Regions from separate parts of the Anas platyrhynchos genome. Here region 2 is linked to region 1. The links are chromatin contacts, called in public Hi-C maps. All regions are on one chromosome and are shown on one strand. The core of a region is the stretch at or near the end of the contact, and the rest is flanking DNA. Distances in the headings are between cores, read along the strand shown. Region 1 overlaps AP2B1 (adaptor related protein complex 2 subunit beta 1). Region 2 holds the start of RASL10B (RAS like family 10 member B).

Region 1 (4,159 bases), core at 942-3,441:
ACTTGACACAGAGGCAGTGATCACCTGTCTGTTGGCCCCACTTAAAAGGAAGCCCACTGCAGAGATAAGCCTTTACAAGCCAAAGGAGGGAAGAGGAAGCTGCACAGGAAGAGGCTGTCGATCCTCTCAAGAGGACGAAGTTGGTGCCCTCTTTGTGCAGACCTACAGTGGTTTAGCAACAAGAGAAACCTGTGCACTGACACTGTACTCAGCCAGGCATGATTAGGTTATTTAAATCTGCTGCCAGTCAGTGCTCACGGGAATACACTTTAGCAAAAGCTAAATAAGCTCAGCTGAAATTAGACCACTTATGTGACATTTTACAGTCGTTTATCAGTTTACTGAAAAGTATCAACACCATGGCATAAGTCATCTCTCTCTTTGCAGCCTTTCTGAGCTCCTGTCAGGCACGCTGGATTTAATTGCAGGGAGTTTAACAAATTAAAAGCTGTTCTATTACGAGCATTTGGTGGATGTTCAACTGGCAGAGGACATTTCAAACTGTTGTTTTGGATAACTACAAGGGTTCTTGGGAACGTATTTGCATAAGTAGCTAGGTTAAAGAGAGCACACCCCAAACGAAGCCACAGGATATGCGAACCTTCAAAACTAGATAAGCAGAGGGAGTGAGTCGTGTTTGTGCAAGTTGTTCTTAAGTGACCCCAGACCCCCTAACTCTTAGCTGAACTCTCTCTGTTCAGCTGAAGGGAGGAGGGGGGATACAAAACATGTAGTACTGAGTTCCTCTGCACAATCTCTTTTCCTTCCCCCTTCAAAAGGTCAGACCACAGCTGTTAAAGGAGGACCTCGTGAATAAGTGGTCATTGTTCCACTGGTGCCAACACAGTAAAATATTCCATCAGGACTGATTTTGCTGCCTTGCCCTGCCTGCAAGCTGAGGTCTGAGAGAAGCACACCACCCTCTTGCAATGTACTCAGCCAGAGCTCACAGCTAAGCTGTTCAGCTGGGGCATGATGTATCCAGGTCACTGTCACCAGCACTGCAGCAAAGAAATTTTGCATAATATGGGAAGTAGATGGAAAAGCCTAATATTGTTTTTGAAGTCTGAGAAGCATGGAAAACCCCGAGTTTCAGGTACTTGCCTCAACCTTGATAGCACAGCGACCGATTGCTCGGACAGCCTTGCGAACAAAGTCAACATCCACCTCCGTAGCATATTCCTTCAGCTCTGCCAGGACCTGCAAAGCAAACAGACCAACATGAGGCCAGGGTCACACTGGGAGAATGCCCACCTGACAAGCGATGCCACCTGAACAACAGAATACATGCAGGATGAATTCTTCCACAGCTAGCCACACACATTCAAAGCAAGCAGTCAAACCCTGCAGTCGATGCCTACCTCTGAAACCAACACTGCTGGGAGGAAAAATGGCTTGGAGTAGGCAGCCAGGCTTGGTTCAGGCTGGCTGAAGCCAAAACATGGCTCCATCAAGATCCCCTGACCAAGACCAGTCCCACCAAGCTTTAATATTACAAACTCGTCCTTACGGTGATGCTATAGCGAAGTAGGGTTCACCATATCCATGCACATAGATTTTACATACAGCTTATTGTACTTATTGTTCTACAGCTACCGTATGCAAAGCTCTAAGCAACAAGTTCTGGTCTCTCCTTTTCTGTGCTGAGATGAATCCCTGGATCCCTGCTGGATCAGGAAAGAGGACAAGGAGGAGATCCGAAGACATCCTGAAACACCTCTACAAATTTAAAGACAATGTAAAGATTTTCTCCCCAGTAAGATTTCTTCTGGGGGTTGGAGACTAATGGAAACTGAACAAGGGCTTAAACCAAGACCTACTGGGATCTTACACACCACTAAATAAAAAGCCACTTTATCTTAAATAAAATCACTTTAAACATGATTACAAAAAAAGATCCTATGCAATTTACACCCTCTCAAAATCCCGTGTTTCAGTTTCTCACACATGACATCAGGGACTTCACGTTGATGTCACCAATAGATTGCAAGGGAGAACTGAACAGCACAAAGCAAGACAGTTGTTTGACAAATCTATAGCGAATGCCAATTCCTCAGAACAATGACAAGATAAAGAGGCCTTGAAGGGCCAGACTGCAGACAAATAAATCTACAAGGAGTAGACGGGACATCTGTGTTTTGAAGCTTTATTATTGCCTTGGATGATCTACACTGCACAGTACTTAGCACCCAGGTTTGGTAGTTTATGCTGTCCAAATGCTGCTCGAGTCTGAGCACCTCAGACACAAGTACTGTGCTGCCTTGGTCTAGTGCAGGCATGCAGATTAAGTGTCTTGACAAGCTGCATGGGGAGGAAGAGAGTGGAAGCCTGCTCTCAGTGGGTCTCATTTCAGGGTGTGTTTCTGACAAAGCTTAGGTTGTTTTTCGGAATGCCTCTTTAGAACCAGGAAAGGATTTATTTATTACTCTGCAGATCCCAGTTCCAGACTGTGCCCCCCAGACACTACTGCCTTTCATCCAAACAACTTGCATTATCTAAACATTATGCATTAAAATTGGTACGGAGCCTACCAAGAACACATAGAAAATTCTGAATACATTCTCATGCAAACTGATTTTTAAAATGTTTTCCATGTACCCGTCACAAAAGGGGCACGAATTACCTTGCTCTGTTCCAAAACAAACAAGGGAAACAAAAAAAAAATCCCAAAGAACAGAGGAGAGAGCTGTAGAGAGCTGCTTAAAAACGTCACATTAAATGAAGTTGCTTTTTGACAATTATGATAGGACAATAAGAGCATTAGCCAGATGCATTACTCATTCTGCATTACCATTAGGGCTTGCGACCAGGGTGGCATTTGAGAATGCTTCCTTTCTTTTCAGAATTTGAATTAAACTACATTAAAACCAAAAGAATCTGTACTGTAAAGTGGTCTCAACTTAGTTTAGCTCTAGCTTTGGGAAGTTTCCACCCTAGAAGCAAGTTAAGTTAAAATAAAGGTTATTGTAGCTCTGAAGAATGCCTGTACAAGGGTGTAATAATTTAACTAATACACTTGAAAGTCACACTTCAGTAATGTTTGACCTTTTTGAATGCCTCCATTACAGGCACACCTCTCTCACTTGAAACAAGCCTCTCGTTCTAACCTCAGCTCTAGCAGTGACTCATTTGACAGGAGACATCAGCTCTCCTGGAAATGTAATCTCTGAGATGATCTGCCTAATTGTCACGACTCCTGGTACCTCCAGTTACATTACGGAGGCAACTCCATAATTTAGGCGATACTTTCCATTAAGCAGCTGCAAAGAGCACAGGGACAGCGATGTCTAACAGCCAAGACACTGGCAATAGCCGCACACATCCTCTCCCCAGGACCTTCCCCAGAACAGATGCAGGATCCATTACAATTTCAGCTGACCTGGGCAATGTTGGCTTGAGAAGCCAGGCGGATCATGATGTCCAGTTTCTCCAGCTTGACATAGATGGGGTCGTTGTACTTCACGAAGAACACCTTGATTTCCTGCTTCAGGATTTCAGGCCTGAAGGAAACAAAATGTTGTCTCACCCAAGACTGGTACAAACACTGGGCTCTATCCTAACTAAAGGTACCTTCAGTTTAGAAATCTACCCAGACTTTCACTGCAAAGCAGAATGGTGTTATTTTGTCTGAGACACACCAAACAACAATATGAAGGAAGTTAGCAGACTAGAGAAAATTATTTAAATACAAAATACAGAATTTAAGTGTATCTAACCATATCTATGTCTTCATGTCCATTTGAATTGCTGAGCCAAGCACTTTGGGCAGTCAGTGGACATCAGTGTTTTCAGTGAAAGTGTAACACCCTTATCTCAAGGCAGAACCTGCTGACTGACAAACTCATTGTCTGCTTTCACTTAGAAGATAATGGTGCCACTACACAATAGCTCTTCCATGAATGTTATCAGGTAAAAAAAAAAAATAGGAAAAAAACATGTAAAAAGTTAAAGGTAAAAAGGTGTCATCCCACCTTTCCAGTAGGGACCAACAGTACCCAGGCATGTGAGTGGAGGTAAACTGGTTAAAAAACCAACCCACTGTACATCATTATACCACAAGTCTGGTTCTATGCTCAAGAGCAAATAGCATAAAGGATGTTGAGTTTCTACAGGTCACTACAACCTCTGCAGTTACACCCTCCTCCCTCTATGAAATCTG
Region 2 (4,431 bases), core at 1,359-3,858, 52 kb before region 1:
GGGGATGCCCCGCAGACCCCGCTGGTGCTGTGGGTTGGGGTGTTTTGGAGGTGGATAAAGGGTTATGGGTGTCCCCCAGGAGCTGGGCTATGTCCCCAGTGTGGACACTGCAAGAGCCAAGGGTCCCCCATCCCAAAAAAGCCAGGATTTGGGCAAGCCTTGTCCCAGGAAGGGTCTCACCTGGGTTTCCTAAAAGGCAGCAGAACCCTGGGGACCACCCTGTGCCCATCGCCTCCCTCCCGCCGCACCCTGGGGATCTCCTGCTCCTATTTCACCACCGCTCCTCTTCTCCTTTGGGTTTCCTTTTGGTTCCTGCCCTTTCCAAAGCCCCACGGGAGGCACATTCAGCCCCTCTGGCACCAGAGCAAGGAAACCTCCTGGGGAGGGCCCAGCAGCTCATGGTCCCCCCGGGCCTGGCAGAGCAGGGGACGCGTCCCCTGGCACCCCCAGTGGCTCCGGTGCCGCCCCAAGCTGGGGAATCCATCTTCCCTCCGCTTGGACAGCCAGAACTGCCTCTTGCTGGGGAGGGGATCGCTCTGTGCCTGCGAGCGACAGCTTTAATGTTTAATTTCAGGCTTTGAGCGGTTTGGCAATTAACTTGATGGAGGCTAATTTCCGAGCCAGCTGACGGGGCGAGCCCGCAAGCCACGGGCACACGTGGCGAGGCAGGAGGGGGCCCTAGGGTAGGGCTGGGCGTGGAGGGGGCACGAGGGGCAATAACCCACACACACGGGTGCAGGAGCTGGGTCTGAGGGTCCCGAACGCCCCCTGGCAATGGGGGTTTGATGGAAGCAGCAGGGGCAATGGGATGGGTCCTGCTCTGGCCCCCATCCTTAGGAACCTGCTCGTGCTTTCTCCCGGGGCATGGATGCTTTTACCAATTCCTGCTGCTCTCGTCTGCTTTCCCTGAAAAACATCCCCAAAGCACAGGGCAGCGCTCCCCGAGCTGCCAGAAGGCAGCGGGCTCCAGCCACCCCGTTCCCATGGGGTTCTTCACCCCGGGGAGAGCCTGGCCATGGACATCCCCACTGCGGGTGCTGAGTGGCCGGGCTGGGCCAGCACCGGCACCGGGGCTGGGGGCCTTCAGCAGGGCCTGATCCAGCCCAGGGGCAGCAGGGAGGGTTTGGGCATGGGGCTGGGGCCATGGCACGGGGCTGGGACCACCCCGCAGGTGCCGAGTGCCTCTGGGGACCCGTGCGCCCCAGCCCCGTGCCCGGAGCGTTCCCAAGCCGCGTGCCTTGGGGTGGGGGGTGCGGGGGGCTCAGCCCCGCCAGGGCCTCACTGTGCCAGCAGAAAGCACTGTCATGGCCAGGCCACCCCTCTGCAGGGACAGCCCCGTCCCCACAGCCCCTTCCCCTTCCTAGAAGCGACCCCAGCTCCCCTCTGGGGCCGGGGGCACGCAGCCGGGCAGCCCCAGCCCCGCAGGACACCGCGGGGTGCCCGAGCTGCAGAGCCGAGCGCTGCCCTCACACCCTGCCGGGGGTCCCCAAAACCCTGTCCCCCTCCCGGCTGGCAGACGGGGACCCACGCACGGGGACAGCCACCCCACAGGCCCCAAGAAGCCGCTCTGCCCCCGAAACACCCGGAGCTGCCCGCTGGCAGTTTGGGGCCACCGGGGGAAACTGAGGCGCGCAGTGGGGACGCGGCGGTGGCCACGGGGGGACCACGGTGAGGCCGAGCCCGGCAGCACCCCACGGGCTGTGGGGCCGGGATGTGACCCCCGGCTGCGGGCACGGCCCCGGGGCACCGTGACCTTGGGCACCCCAATTTGCCCACCCCCACCCCGGGGGGGTAGGACCCAGCCGGCCCCGTCCCGCTCCCCACGGGGCCAGCATCACCTCCCCAAACCCGAGCCCTGCAGAGGGGAGCGGGGGGGGGTTTTGGGGTCGCCCCCCGGGGTGCCCATTAAAGGGCTGTAGCACCACAGGGATGCTTGGGGGGGGGGGGGGCGCAGACCCCCCCATACCCAACTAGGGAGGAGGGGGGGGGGGGGGAGCATCTTAGCTCCACCGCTCAACTTTACGGGGTCCCCCCACCCCGCTGCCCCCCTCCCAGCGGCAACTTTGCCCCCTCCCCATCACCCCCCCATTCCCCCCGTGCCCCCCCCCCCGGTACCTTGCAGCGGCGGCCCGGGCCGGCGGCGCCCCGGCGGGCGGCGGAGCCATGCGGAGAGCCCGGTGCGGGGACCGGGAGGCGGCGGGGGCTGGGGGGGGGGGACACGGGGAGGGCTGGGGGGGGATGAAGGGGAAGGGGGGAACCCGGGCACGGCCGGGATGGGGCTGCCGGGGGTCGGGGGGGGGCAAACGGGAGGCGGCCGGGGCTGGAGGCTGAGCCCCCCGGGGGGGGTTGAGGCTGGGGATGCCCGAGCAGGGGGGGGCTGGAGGAGGCCGGGGAGGGGGCGGGCAGTGCCCGGAGCGCTGCGGGCTCAGCCCGGGGAGGGAAGGAGGCTGTGGCCGGGCGGGGATGTGCGGGGACTGCCCGCGGAGGGAGGCAGGCGGGGATGGAGGCAGCGCCCGGGAGCTGCTGCGGGGAATGCCCGGCCCGCTGCGCTCCGCAGGGAGCCGCGAAGGGCACCGCTTCTCCTGCCGGGGCTCTGGGGAGGTGCCGCTGGCACAAGACCCTCCCATGGCCCCCGCAGCGCGGATCGGGCACCCCCTCGCTGCCCAGCACCCGTGGGGGGGGGGAGCCCGGTGCCCTCAGCTTTTTACCCCCCCTCCCCATGGCAGGACCCTCGCCCACCGCCCCGCTCGCTTTGGGGCTCGGTGCTCCTGGGCCCCTCCGTGGGGGCTTCTCCGAGCCCCCCTGTCCCGGGGGGGTGCTCCCACTTCGGTGTGGGGTGAGGCAGGATGGAGGAAGGAGCGTTTTGGGAACAGAAGCTGCGTTTTTGGGACACCCCACATTGAGCTTTTACCCCATGGCGATGAAAGGGGTGCCTGTGGGTCCAGGTGGGGGCCCAGTTTTCCCCCCTCCAAGGGCTCCCCCCAGCTTCTCTGCTCCTCCAAGTGCCCCCCAAGCCCTGCTCCTGCTCCCCAGGACTCCAGTGAACACCGAGACACCCCCGTGGGGCTTGGCAGAGCCCAAGCACCGGCCATGGCACAGCCGGGCCCCCCCAGCCTCACCGACACCTTTTGCTGGGAAAAAATCATCCAGAGGGGCTCATCTCCGGGGTGAGGAGGGTACCAGCATCAGCACACAGCCACAGCATCCCTCTTCCTTCCCAGGGGAAAATGGGACAGCAGGCACGGCCCCACAACTGGGGAGGGGGACACGGGGAGCCAGCAAAGCCTCGGTGCTGCTCTGCGCCACGGCTGGGCTGAGGTCGGTGCCAGGCACAGGCAGGCAGAGCCCTTCCCTGCACCTCAACCCCAGGCTTTCGGAGATGTGGGGCTTGTTTTCCTGCAAAGCTGCCTGGTGCTCACATCTAGGGAAATATTCGGGTGTCCCTGTGGGTTTTTTTCCAGCCCCAGGTGCTGCTCCTCTCCCCCGGCCCCCCAGCAGCCCTTCCTGGCACCGCCGGAGAGCTGCGCTCAGCCTGAGACGTTTCTGGGAAAGGGCAGGGATCGCGGCTGCACACCAAACCAACTCGCCTGCACAATCCAGGCTCCAGCCTGGGGGCTATTTTTAGCAGTTCCCTCTGAGATGCTCTTCACTTGCAGTTTTATTTGTGAAATTTAATATACGGTGGCGGGGGGAAGGGAGCGGGGACGGATCCTGGCGCGTCCCCGCCGGCGCGGAGGCTTCACCCAGCCCCAGCCACGGGAGATGGATGTGAACCTAAAATCGGCCACCAAATTGCTCCCACGTCCTGGCACGCAGGGGACAAGTGAGGCTGAGGGCTCAGGGGCTGTCACAGCTTCTCCACGTTCTGCCCCATGGGCTTGGGGACCTGCTGTCACCCCTTACACACACACGGAGCGGGATGCGCGAGGCTGTTGGGAGCCGCAGTGGTTTTGGGGAGCCTGCCCGGTGATTTTGGCTGGCCCCATCTCAGCCAGAGCAACCCGGAGCAGCTGGGGAGGTTCCTGCCCCATGGTGTGGTCCCCCTGCAGCAGCTCCAAGCCTGGGGACGGCCACCTGAGCTCTCGGCACTGGGGACTGACGGTGCCAAGGAAGCAAACCCAGTTTGCAGGGAACGGCACAGCCCAGGGTCGCCGTGTCCCCGTTTGCAGGGCACGAGCGTGCCGGTAAATCCAGAGCAGCAGCAAAGACCGAGTGCTCCCCGAGGAGCCCCTGGCAGAACTGTGGGGAGGGACAAACCCTTCCCCTCGCCCTGGGATGTGACAGGGACGGTGGCAGCCCCGGGGGCTCACGGCACTGTGGGTTCCCACTGAACGCTGCCCCCATCCCTTTGGGGGCACGGTGGGCTGCTGCTCTCCCTGCCCTCCCAGTCCTGAGTCACTTCACCTCCACGTGCTGCTAATCCAGAGCTGG

The links. Hi-C and Micro-C count contacts between places; a contact is called where the count stands out from the background.
Region 2: a Hi-C map of liver shows a contact between it and region 1, with 2.5 times the contacts expected there. The contact joins the promoter of RASL10B here to the enhancer-like site in region 1. A contact is called at or near these places in 6 of 8 Hi-C or Micro-C datasets (F1 follicle, liver, skeletal muscle and 2 more).

What each region holds. Positions count from the first base shown.
Region 1 is chr20:6,602,058-6,606,216 of IASCAAS_PekinDuck_T2T, reverse strand. AP2B1 (adaptor related protein complex 2 subunit beta 1) reads right to left here. Exons shown (of 22, transcript XM_072025964.1): 9 at 3,380-3,500; 10 at 1,105-1,200. Among named protein-coding and RNA genes, the nearest start is that of PEX12, 24 kb to the right of the region's middle. Within about 2 kb of position 2,191, at least 3 of the 8 cell types and tissues checked have an H3K27ac peak or open chromatin away from gene starts, as enhancers often do. A contact at or near this core is called in F1 follicle and small yellow follicle, where this site is marked.
Region 2 is chr20:6,654,136-6,658,566 of IASCAAS_PekinDuck_T2T, reverse strand. RASL10B (RAS like family 10 member B) reads right to left here and starts at 2,608. Exons shown (of 4, transcript XM_038165620.2): 1 at 2,116-2,608.